Linked DNA regions of Mus musculus: region 2 is linked to region 1. The links are chromatin contacts, called in public promoter capture Hi-C maps. All regions are on one chromosome and are shown on one strand. The core of a region is the stretch at or near the end of the contact, and the rest is flanking DNA. Distances in the headings are between cores, read along the strand shown. Region 1 overlaps Pxdc1 (PX domain containing 1). Region 2 holds the start of Fam50b (family with sequence similarity 50, member B).

Region 1 (6,276 bases), core at 2,370-4,869:
GAACCCAGAGCTTCTGGGGACTATCTTTGGTGAAATACCAGCATTTTGACCAATATCCCTCAGTGGCCTGGATCTAGGACTTTGAGAGATTGGAGACCAATATACTTTAGTGTCCTCAGGGCTATACTGGCCTTAGGAACTCTTTGTCATAGACATCTGAGGAGTGACTTGTTCCAAATCTATTCTGGAAAGTCCAGTAAAGATTCCACATCTTTGACTCTGCAGTTCACATTTAGCAAAGATTAGGCATGCAGATAGCTTCAGGAGTTTGTACAGAAGTGTCTTGCATCCCAGGATTCATTCCCGATCCCGGATTCCCATGGTAGCTGGGAGGATAAGACTTGGGCTGTCAGTTAGCAGTGTGAAGGCTGTACTGGGGCTGCCTGTACTTCCTCAGACAGACAGATTTGGGTCACAGTTAATAAGAACAATAAAGAAAGTGGTTCTCTGCTGCCACACCCTCTGAGTGGGGAGGCGAGAGAATCGGAACTTGTGTGGGGTTCAGTGATTTTCAGTCTGACAGCTCACTTCCTGAGCATCTTTCCTTTGCTCTATGTACCCAGAAATGTAGCTGACCCGAGTTCCCAGACTCCTTTCTTATTGGTTTGCTGAGTCCCTCCCCGGTGCTGCACACCACTGGGTGGAGGAGCAGGGAAGAAGGCAGGGGAGGGAGCCAGAGCTGATATCCCATGAGTGTGACTGACTGAGGAAACATGCTGCAAGAGAGCCATGGCATATGCCAGCTCCTTCTCCAGAAGACCCATGACACGTGCTAGCCCCTTCCCCAGGAACCAGACATGCATTTCAGCAAGTCCTTAGCAAACTAATGAAAAAGTGAGAGTGAAGAAGAAACCTATTTTTCTTTATTTCTTTCTGGCTAGTTCCCTAAAAATTCTCTGCCTAAGAACAGAAGTTCTAAGAATGGAACCCCAAATGCCTAGGAAGGTGAAAAATAATCAGGAAGTGATCATTTTCATCACAAAAAAGCAAATTTATATACTCAGGAATAATTACACTGTGGTCCAGTGGGGAGAAGGCTAAGATGATTCTTTAGAGACAAAGGCGTCTGATGTCCAGTAACCCTTAGGATGGGGAGAGATGCTCTTATTGACTGTGTGGGCCTGCGGATGAGGAAAGGCTAAAGTCAAATGTGTCCCTAAGGTGAGGATGCAATCTTGCGGATTAAACATACCCAGAATGTGTGGTAAGTGTTAAGTGTAGGCAAGAGCCTTGCTTAGGAGGACTTCAGAGGTGGTCCTAAGCATGGAGCTCAGCTGCCTGAGAGCCAAGGACTGGAGATGAGTGAGGATCACAGAGAGGGAGAATTCAAGATGGCACCAAGCCTGATGATCTCTCGAGGGAAAGGAGATTCAGTTCCTTCTGAACTGTCAAGGCTATAGTAGGTTAAAAAAGAAGAGAGCCAAGCCACACGAGGTTCTTAAACAGTCAGCTCTCCATGTCTGTGGGTCCAGAGTCTGGATTCAACTAAGTCCAGGCCAAAATACTAGGAAAAGGACTCTGTCTACTGATCATGTGTAGCCCTTTCTCCTCCATCATTATAACAATGACTTAGATATCATTTACATTGCACCAGGTATTATAAGTGATCTAAAGATGACATAAAGCCTAGAGGGAGAATAAGTGGAGATTCTAGAAACACCGCCCCAGTCTGCATTAGATATTTAGACATCATGGGTTTTGATATTCAAAGAGGCTGTCTAACTAAATGGATGCTTGCTTGCCGTGACATTCTCCAATAACAAACTTAAAGGTTTCCCGTAGAGAAGAGTCCCAAGGCCACAAGGCTGCAGTGAAAGCTTCTAGCTTGGTGCCAGCCACCAATCCTCCCCGTCAGCTCTTTCAGCCACAGGAGAGCCCTTGTAAACTAACCGCCAGTGTAGACAAAGGAAGCTGCTTTTGTTTGTTGATTTTTCTAAAGTACCCACATCGGTGCTTACTGGGGGAAAATAGAAATATATATACAGTTTCATGATACAAAGTCAGTGAGCCACTCATTTAAAACACAATCTGATCTCATCCAATGCAATTCTTAGCACCACCCAGGATGCAGATTCTGTCAGCCCTGTCTCAGCCACAGGGTAGAGCTCAGAAAGGGCAGGGAAACGGTGTGATGTCACATGTCACAATGGTGGATAGAGCCTGCCTCAGACTTGTGCCCAGTCCTCCATCTACTTCCCTCCAGCCTCCACTGTAAACCCACAGGCAGGGCACACGTGGAGGTGCTCAGATACCAGAGGATCTTGTTTCAGGGAGAGATACACTGCTCCTGTGGTACTGGTGTCAGCATCTCCATCTTCCTGTCTGAACACTAGAAGGATTCTCTGGGTATCGGGAGAGAGAGCTGGAGACAGTGGGTGATGGGGGAGGGGGAGACTGATATAAACTTCAGCTCTAAAATTTTATTTTATAATTTCATACACATACACACACACACCCTTTCTTTACAAGTTCACCCTCCTATTCTCATGCCTTTTAATTTTATTTTTTTAATGATGCACTATATTTAGAATTGCTATTGTGACCATGGGTAGGAGGTTATTTATTGAACAAGGGCAACTTGACTGTGTCTACACTGTCGAGAAATGTTACTTGCCCTTTCATGGCCCCCATAGCTCCCCAGGAAAAGGTGGGACCTTATAAGCCCATCTTCTGTCCACGACAGACTGTCACTGGGCCCAGTCTTGTGCAGAAGACAGTGTTGCTGTGAGCTCTTGGGTACAGCCGCTATGTCAAGTCCAGAAGACGGCAATTCACAGTCCTCCTCCCCACCCTCCACCTCTTACATTCTTTCTGCCCCTTCTTCCACAATGTCCCCTGAACCTCAGAGGGGGTGATTGTAGATGTCCTGTGTAGACCTGAGCCTGTAGCAGTCACTACTCCTCAGCACTCTGATCAGTTATGAGTTTGCATTGGTAACTGTGCACCGCACAGGGAAACATCGCTTACCCAGGCTGAGAGCTGTCGATCGATGATAAATCCTGAAACTTTAACCTCAAACACTGACCTCTCCTGAGTACTTACCTCATGGCTTTGGTTTTCAGAAATCATGAGGTCCAATGGATTTTGTTTGGCAAACACAGAGACCATAGTCATTGACCACAGCATACCCAACGGGAAGGACCAGCTCCTGGATGCGGATTCCACAGAGCATTTGTGAGTGCACGTCCTCTAATGCGTTTTCCTACAAGGGGTCGAAAGCTGGTGGTATGTGCAATGCTCTACAGCAGTGGTTCCCAAGCTTGTCAGTTCTGCAACCCTTCAATACAGTTCTTCATGTTTAATACAGCTCCTCGTGACTCCAACCAGAATATTATTTTCATTGCTAATTCATAACTACAATTTTGCTACTATTATGTAGGATATCTGATATGCGACCCCTATGAAAGAATCATTTGACCTCCAAAGGGGTCGTGAGCCACAGGTTGAGAACAGCAGCAGGCCCTGCCAGTTTGGGTGTTTTAAATGTTCATGCCATCGTCTGGCGAGAGTTTGGTTAATTGATCTAGGGGAGGAAGAGTCACCCAATCACTAGATGTGAGGGGCATTCAGAAGTTGCAAAACTCCAGGAGATAGTTTGTGTTGGCTCTGAGGTGTAAAACACTGTACTCTGGTCCAGGATCCAGAATCCAGATGCTTCTAGACTTCCTGGACCGGGACTGGGACACATATGTTTGTCTCACAAGTTGATGGGTGACCAGTTAGAACCCTAGTCTGTGATGACTCAGGAGCTTTGACTACTGATGGCTGGACAGCCAAAGGCCACTCATTGTGGCCTGCATTCTACCCTCCTCTGCAATGGAACTTCTGGCTAGACTGTGCTGGAGAGTGCCTGCCAGTTGGGAGGTCTGGCTTTGTTGCTAGGTGTTCCTGGGGACAGAACGGGGTCCCTGGGTATGTTGTGGAGGCAAGCAGACCTAGGCCCTGTAGCAGCTGGTGATGTGAAAAGGTCTCCATCTGACTCCTCTACCATGACAGTCTCTGGCCAGCTCCATCTCACACAAAGCCGAAGGGCTTTCCTTCCCTTAACACTCATTCAGTGTGCACCAGCGTGCTATCCCTGCCAGCCAGAGGTCCCCAAGAAACCACAACTTTCATCCTTCAGAGCCCAAGTCATCCTGGGTCAAACTAGGCTTGGCCACTAGGTAGAGCCTGCCTCCAGGACCATAGGGAGGTAGAGCCTGCCTCCATGACCATAGGGAGCCTCCTGTAGTGTCCCTCCCTGGCTCCTTGCAAGCTCCTGGGACCACATCACCTATACCCGCCTGTCCACTGTTAATCTTTGAGCTGACACAGAACGGGAGCCAGAATATCACTGTGAATAAAGAAAGCATAAAGGCCCCACTACCTTACAGATGCAGAAAGTAATCGCCAAGTCAGCAAAGCTCAAAAGCGCTGCCTGGGCGGTACCACCCATTTAAACTAGTTTGTGTGTTCATGGTTCTTCCCACGTGTCTGCTGCGAGCCTGGAAAGGACCTTATCTCCTTAATGTCCCTTGTCCCCTTCCATAGAACCTGGAGCCCTCAGTATCTTGGCACTGCCCTGGCTGCCTCTTGTCCTCTCTTTCTTCTCGCTAGGGTCCCATACAGTGGCCTTCACCTCTGTCGTCTCTTTCAGGTTTGAGAATGGTGGTGAGTTCACCTCAGAGCTGGAAGATGGTGACGACCCAGAGGCTTATGTCACCAACTTGTCCTATTACCATTTGGTTCCGTTTGAGACGGACATTTTGGACTGAGCCTCTCCATCGGGCCTTCTCTGCCTCCAACCTCGACTGCATGTCCTCATGCTGTCTACTGTGCTCCTCCAAGGGCCAAAGCTACTGCTCAGCCTGGACCTCCTAGGGTCCTGAGGTTCAGCAGGCCTGGGTATTTAGAAAGCAGAGGCACACGGGATCCCGATGACCATAGGCAGCACCGAGGGGCCTTCTTCCTGCTCTCAGCCCCTCCAGCCCGCCTCTTCTGGGATGCCAGGCCATGCTTCTTCTTGTCTCACTGCCGACTTAGGGAACATTCCTCTTGGTCACATGGCCCTGACTCCCCACTTTTCTCTTGTGTGTCAAAGGCACACACAAAGTATTTCAAGAGGATTTTTGCTAAGTTACCAAGTTCTGGACCTCGTGGACGGGGGATATTAAGTGATTCAGGACCTCCCTAAGAAGGATGTGTGGCTCTTTTTTTTTTCTTTACATCTGCTCCCTGGAATCTGGGTTTGGGATGAGCCGGAAGGAGCGTTTACACAACATCAAGCCTGGAGAAGATTGCTAGCTTCGGCGAGGGGAAAGCATTCATGGTCCTGTGCATATGAACCTGATATAAAGTTTTCTTCCAGGGAAGAGAGCGTCCTCCTCACTGCCAGCACCTGTCAGCTCTTCTGCCAGGCGGTGATGCGGTCACCACTGCCTAGGGTGCTCGAAGTCCTTCCCCTGCTGACCTCAATGGCACAAGTGCCAGGATGGATCAGAAAGGAAGGGATGGGAAGGAAGGAAGGGATGCTTACAGCTTAGACCACAGAAGGTCTGGGTCCTGCAAGCTCATGTCCTCACTGTGTCTACTAACGACCAGCACTTGCTAATGTAAATAATAGTAAATTATTGAGAATTCTAATTCTTTTACACAGTCTGTTTTTAATCTATTTTAATTAAATAAAAATCTATTGTTCTACTTTGATCTAGAGAGGATGTTTGTGTAAAAAAATATGTGGTTCATTTTATCCCCTGCCTAGGGATGAGAAAGGTAGATGATGACTCTCAACCCCAGCCCCACCCCACCTCCATCCTGAGACCCGACTTTAGCACTCTTCCTGACACACTAGTATTTAGGAAATGTGTTCTCACCCCAGGGGGCGAACTATTCAAACCAGATAATAGGGTTTCTTTCATTTGGACTCTGGGGTTTCCCCTTCTCTGAGTCCTCTTTGGCAGTCACAGGAAGTGTCTCTGGTGACATAGAGTTACAATACAAAGAGTATTTCCGTGGATTTTGCCTTCCAGCTGTGTGTCCAACTTAATGCATCCTGCTTTTCATATATGCTCCTGAAGGACTGACTGGGGTCCACCAGTAATCTTTGTTGTCTTACCAAATTAAAATCAGTGCAAAGGTAGTTTCCCTTAGCAGTTAACATTGAAGCCAATGTTTTGTGGTCACCCATGCCTTCAATCCCAGCAATAGAAAGGCAGAGACTGGGGTGGGGGTGGGGTGGCTTTTGAGTCCAAAGACCAGCCTAGTCTACACAGTGAGACTCTGTCTCAAAAACAAATG
Region 2 (6,276 bases), core at 960-3,459, 100 kb before region 1:
GGTTTCTGAACATGCTGTGAATGATCTAGTTTTTTTTTTCCTAAAAGAAGATAGTAAATCAAAACAACCATTTAGAATAATATCTTAACCTGTTCCATGGCCCATCACTATTCTTGCTACCAATGAGTAATAGAAAAATTAGCAAACAGGAATGACTTATAGGCCTATAACTTATACAGTCTATTTGCACTCTAGCAGTTGAGAACCTTTCTACAGTCAGGAAGAGCCTGCCTCAAATTGGCTTCAAAACTAAATAAATGACTAATAATGCACTTATCAGAAGCTATGTGAGGTCATGCGAACTATACAGGAGCTTGATTTAGAAGTTCAGCAATCTCCCTCCTTTCTGTTTCACCTTCAGCTTGCGTTCATGAGCCATAAGATGAGTAGAGCTGTTTCTAGAGGCTAGATGCTGTCTTCTCTGGTTCCTTAAGCTTTTGGCCCCAGATTTCCTGATTGGTTTCTCCTTGCTTTGCCCACTAATTGTGGACAGGTTGCGGTTAAAAATGGTAAATTGTCCTTTCAGGTAAGTCAATCAGGGTCTGCCCTTGAGCTGGGCAGGTGGAATCAAAATCATAGCATACATGAAAGAAAAGCATTTTGATCACTCATAATACAGGGAAGATGGAATTGGAACCTTTTGTTTTCTCTGAAGATAAGATCACAAAAGCATTACCTTATAAAGAGACAATGACATCGTAGTGTCAATAGACTGTATTTCAGTCAGTCAGCTTTCCGATACTGTAACAACATGCCTGAGATGAGAGCTTATGTGGGGAGTGAGGTTACTTTGACTCATATTTCTGAGAGCTTCACCTTATGGTCAATTGACCTCACTGTTTGGAGGCTGTAGTGAAGCAGTATGTCATAGCAGGAGTGCATAGCAGAGGAAGCTATGACAGGACAGCCAGGAAGCAGAGAGAAAGAGAAGGGCACCAGTGTCTCACAGTCCCCATTAGGTCCCACAACTTCAACATTCTACTGCAATCTAGAAGTGTCAATCTGGGACCAACACATTCCACTCCAAGTCTAGAGGACAGAAATGCTAGATACTATAGGAACTCTGGGGAGCCCTCTGAAATAAATTCCAGCACCATGGGATGAAGAAAGCATTTATCTAAGTCCTCCTTCCTAGTCTCTGTGGCTGATAGTCACTCTGGGTATCAACAGTTCTATATGTCAAGTTTACTGCCTCTGCATTGGAGTAGTCAGAGAGAGGGGGGGGAGAGGGAGAGAGAGAGGGAGAGAGAGAGAGAGGGAGGGAGAGAGGGAGAGAGAGAGAGGAAAGAGGGAGAGAGAGAGGGGGAGGGAGGGAGGGAGGGAGAGAGAGAGAGAGGGGGGGGGGAGAGAGAGAGAACAGACATCCTCAGGTACCCAGCATGAAGACACTTGGCTATAACCACCTACTGCTGCAGTGGCAGAAAAGAGGAGTTCAGAGCAATCTAGCAGAGACAAGAAGCCTTCAGTATGCTTTCAGTACTATAAGCTAACAGTATCAGACCTGAGTTAAGGAGGTGAGACTCATGTAATGGTTAATCTTGTCAACTAACAGGATTTGGAACCTTAGGATACACAGCTCTTGGCATGTTGTCTGGTGGGAGTATTTTCAGAAAGATTTAACTGAGGAAAGACAAACCATCTTGAACATGGCCTTACCATGCCCATGGGCGTGAGTCTCAGACCTAGTAGAAAGGAGAAATAGGGAAAGGCAGATGAACGCAGTCCTTATCTTGCTCGGCTTTCTGACTACAGAAACAACATGACTCCGTGCTTCTGCCAACTTGCTGTCAGGATTAAATGTGAGTCAAACAGTCAATCAAAATAAACCCTTTCCTCCTCCTTAGGTTGCTTTTGACACAGCAGTGAAAAGCAACCAATAGAGAGAACAAGCCCCAATTTCTATTTTCCTAGTGCATATGTCATAGCCCTTTAAGGCATCTTCCTCCTTCCTGCTAGTTTGTGATTCCTAAATTACAATAAAAATGTTGATATTATGTCACCGATAGGGCTCATTAGTCTCCCCTGCTTGCAGGATAATGGACAAATTCCTTTCCTCTAACATTCAACTCCCTTCACAATTGGTTTTACTCGAGTTTAAAGAGCTGTACCTCCCACATCTGCCCCAGCTGGATTCAAGCCAGTCCCCTCACCTTTTGATGTATGAGCCAAGACTCTTCCTTCTGGTGCTTTTGCGAATATTGTTTGTTCTAACTGACACAGAAAATATGCAAAACATTGGCCAACTGCTAGGGCAGGCTCTAACCAATCAGGACAGAGATTGGGCCAATCAGGTGGTGGTCATGTATAACTGCCGACTTGGACTGACTGATGGATGCAGTCCTGCTGCCAGCGTCTGATCTCCTGACAACTGAAATGCAATCCTCCCATGAAGTTTTCCTGGACTGTCGTTGCTCACTTGGGCCTTTGATTATTACAGATTAAATTTTTGTGTGTAGGTTGTTACTAAAGAGTTTACGTGATACACTAGTCTGAAAGTATTGGCACTCTCCAGACAGCATGATTTTATTGCCTTTTCATACAATAACTCATTAGTGATCTTAGCTACAGAGGAGACAGAAAGCTCTGACTCCATTTTGCATGTGGTATAGTATGGTTGATCAGAATAACTTTCAGGTTTTAGAAAAGCTTTTTAATTTCAAAATTTTATAAGGATATAAAATGATAGAACTTTATTCCTCAATAAATAAATAAATAGAAAAAAAAAGAGAAAATATTTCAGAGCTCACAACTTCAGTGTGGTGTTGTCTTAAAACTATTGAATATGGGGAAACTCTACAAAAGCCCTCTAACTGGGGCAAGAAACCTAGTAATTTCTTTCATGTGTGAGCTACTCAATTTCAAGGGATTTCAAATTTCTATGAAATGTTCTTCTTTGTTTGTTTGCTGTGTTTTTGTTTTTGTTTTTGAGACAGAGTCTTCCTATGCAGCCCAGGCTAGCCTCTAACTTCCAATCTTCCTGCCTCAGCCTCCATTAGCAGTGGATATGCTACACCATGACTCAATTCTTTAAAGTGCTCTTTAAATAGCTGTTGGATACATTCCTGGAAGCCACCCAATACCACAATGACTAACAACATTTTAATCTTGACACTCCTACTGAGGGGTCTTGCCCTCGAATCTCTTAGTCTCTGTCCCCTGAGTCTGCTTGGTGAGCTGGTTATATTCACAGGAAGGCTTACTAATTGCCATGTTCTTTCCTGGGCTATTTCTCTTTTCAGTCTGATGCCCACTGTAAAATGTCCAGCCCAGCAGCTATGTCCTGCGCTGCAATCATAATAGCCAGACATGAGCATGTTTGCCTCCATTTGATCGAGCTTCTGATGGTTGTTAGGCATCCATCTGGTAAGGGATAATTTTGGGAAAAGCCGTTGTATTTTCCTTCTGGGTGATGAGACTAAAACTAAGCTATCTAAGAGTGGGGCATTTGTGTAGTATAGGTTCTTCTCCATGTGGTATGGAGCAGTATGCCTCTTTGCTGTAGCAGCACGGGCCCCGTTCTGCTATTGGTTGATAAGACATGATACTCAGACTGAGCAAGTTGCCTTAGGGGAAAGTAAGGGAAATCCATGGGATCGATCCTGGTAGCACTGTCTTATGGGCTGATATATTTCCCTAATGAATGTGGCCCATCAAGGGAGTATATATAGGGACTGCCTTAGAATGGCTGATGGACCAGAGAATATACTGAAGTCCCTGAAAGCGCTGTGTGTACCGAACAGGATTATATGGAAGACAGGCAGAAATTTCACTGCTCCCGCGGGAGGTAATAAGACAATTGAGGCAGGCTCAGCTGTCTGCTCAGAGAGAGCTTACCCAGATTAGAAAGAATGATAGTTTGAAAATAAAATGCTGATGCCAACTTTCACCTTAGCCTCCAAATTGTCAGGTAATATGGAGGAAAGGGGGTGGGTGGGCGGTGTCAAACTGACTTAGAAAAGGTAGTGAGAAGAGATGAGGATAGGCTTGCCATTTCTTATTGCTTGGGGAAGGCACGAGGGAAAGAGGGTACAAGTTAGATCTGCACTAAACGGTTCCTGCTTTGATCCAAAAAGCTTGGACCACATATGAAGAACCAGGCAGTGAGAGGGGAGGAAGTGAGTTTGAAATGATGGTGAGGAGGCTGAGCATGAGTGAGGCAGTGTGTGATGCACAGTCCACTGAGCCAGGCAGGACTGTCTTCTCCAGAGACTTGAGATGGTAATTAATTGAGCAGGGACCTCAGGGTGGGGCTTTTGTAGTTCTGTGACACCCCTCCCCCCTCCCCCCGGCACACACACACTGCAAAAGCTTTCATTTATATTGTGGTAACCTCTGACTTTACATTTAGAAAAAGATCTGAAAAACATGTAAGCAAACCTGAAGAAGCAACATAGAAAATCAGCTCACACAGGGGGCAGGGTCTGGACAGCAATGGCATACTGAGGAGTGAGTGTTAACATCCATTCCAGTAAGTTTGTGACGACAATCTTACACCGTCCTGTGCCTGTGAGATTAATACAGGTGCTGCTGCTTTGGGTGTTCCCAAGGTATGAGTGTCCTTTCCAGATCCCTCTTTGCTCAAGTTGCTAGTTTGTATAATTTGATTTTAAAAAAGAGGCTCCCTGTAAGATTGGGACAGAAAAGTTCAAGCAGCTTTGAGTAAGCTGCCATCCTTCTCTGATAGGTTAATCTGCTCTGTGTCCAGATAACCCAGTGCTCTCTTGTGTTGGAAGCTGGTAAAAACCCAGGCAACTATAATCTGAGGGTTCTAAGAGGAAACAACCCGAGGAGATAGTCTCAAGATGCCCTGATGAAAAGGGTATTAGCACAGCAATGCTAGAGCCACATAGAGGGCAACAGGTAGACTCCATGCCTGGTTCCATACAGCAACAGTAAAATCAGTTTATCCAATTAAGGGTCGGATTGATGGTGTTCCGGCCAAGCCTCTTTTGAAAGGTGACACAGAACTGAACTCTGCACAAGTGTCATGCTATGCATATTTGCAGCATGATGGTGCAGGCCCAAATGTCCACTAGTTGCATGGTTTCACATCACTGAGTTTCCCCCACTAACTGAACTAACAGCCATACAAGACAAGGTACTAGAAGGAATACTATGCCCAGACCTTTAAATGCCTAGCAGTACCAGGAGTAAGAACACCAGACACAGGCATAGCTCTTATAGTGTAAATGAGCACAGACACCATGTGACAAGAGAGGGAAGAAAGAACGAGAAGCTAGAGGGCTGAGCTGAGAGCCGTACAGACAGTGGTTAAGTTGTGACTTTTGGCCTCTGACAACAGTAGTAAGCCACGAGTCTTGGCCTGTGACAATCTGTGCTGGCAAATGGGCTGTACTCAGAGATCTAACTTTGTGGACGGCTCAAAAGAATAAAAGAAAACTAACAGGTAATGGATTGACCACAGTGGGGACATGAGATGTGGAAAGAAATACACGACAAGGCCAAGATGAGGGCCATCAGTTCCAGCGTACTTCCATCTACCTGTAGAGGCTGGATAGAATTTGAACAAAAGATACCCTGTGAGAATAGGAAAGGAGGGGCTGGAGAGACAACTCAGCAGTTAAGAGCATTGACTGCTCTTCTAGACGTCCTGAGTTCAATTCCCAGCAACCCCATGGTGACTCAAAACCACCTGTAATGGGATCTGATGCTCTCTTCTGGTGTGTCTGAAAACAGCTAAAGTGTACGCATATACATAAAAAATAGGAAAAGATACCCCCAGAAACCATAAAGCTATTTAATTAAAAACTCCATTATTATGGGTAGGCTACCTCCCTACCTATAATGTCCTTAGCCAGGCATCCCTCAAGGCTCTCCCCAAACAATACAGACTATTGCTACTTATGTTAGCTACCTACTAGAACTAGATAAGATCCCACTGGTAAAGATACCTTGTATTTTGATCACAAGACACAGAAATAAAGCGTGGGTACAATTGGAAGCTTCCTTCTTGCTGGCTAGCTTTTGTAGTGACAGAACACATTCTACAGGCTGCTGGGGGAAAATTGTTACCCATAGTCCTACTGGGCTGCAGACCCAGACTGCTATACTATCAGTATGCCAAAAAAAAAAAAAAAAAAAGATGTCCAATGGTTTAGTAGTGTCACGACTGTTATGGGTGCAACCAACTATTTCCTAATTTGGCTTAAGGGCTATGACACAGCATGGAATTGATATCTGTTATTGAAAGTCTGTATAAAATACTGTGAGTAGGGAGGCCACACACTGTAGCAGGGAAGCTATTCCTATTGTTAA

The links. Promoter capture Hi-C pulls out the DNA fragments that hold promoters and counts their contacts.
Region 2: a contact with region 1 is called in a promoter capture Hi-C map of liver. The contact joins the promoter of Fam50b here to the enhancer-like site in region 1. A contact is called at or near these places in 20 of 39 promoter capture datasets (the 3T3-L1 cell line, the C10 cell line, HPC-7-derived erythroid cells and 10 more), 3 of 15 datasets of contacts at CTCF or cohesin (embryonic stem cells and pro-B cells), 76 of 484 Hi-C or Micro-C datasets (the 3T3-L1 cell line, 3T3-L1-derived adipocytes, the 4T1 cell line and 40 more), 9 of 115 datasets of contacts at active chromatin or transcription factors (VIP interneurons, bone marrow-derived macrophages, embryonic fibroblasts and 6 more) and 5 of 9 other capture datasets (adipose tissue, embryonic stem cells, liver and 2 more).

What each region holds. Positions count from the first base shown.
Region 1 is chr13:34,627,249-34,633,524 of GRCm38.p6, reverse strand. Pxdc1 (PX domain containing 1) reads left to right here. Exons shown (of 5, transcript NM_025831.3): 4 at 3,063-3,174; 5 at 4,637-5,684. The coding sequence ends at 4,754. Among named protein-coding and RNA genes, the nearest start is that of Pxdc1, 22 kb to the left of the region's middle. Within about 2 kb of position 3,619, at least 6 of the 459 cell types and tissues checked have an H3K27ac peak or open chromatin away from gene starts, as enhancers often do. A contact at or near this core is called in hepatocytes and liver, where this site is marked.
Region 2 is chr13:34,730,783-34,737,058 of GRCm38.p6, reverse strand. Fam50b (family with sequence similarity 50, member B) reads right to left here and starts at 2,209. Exons shown (of 2, transcript NM_001382856.1): 1 at 2,151-2,209.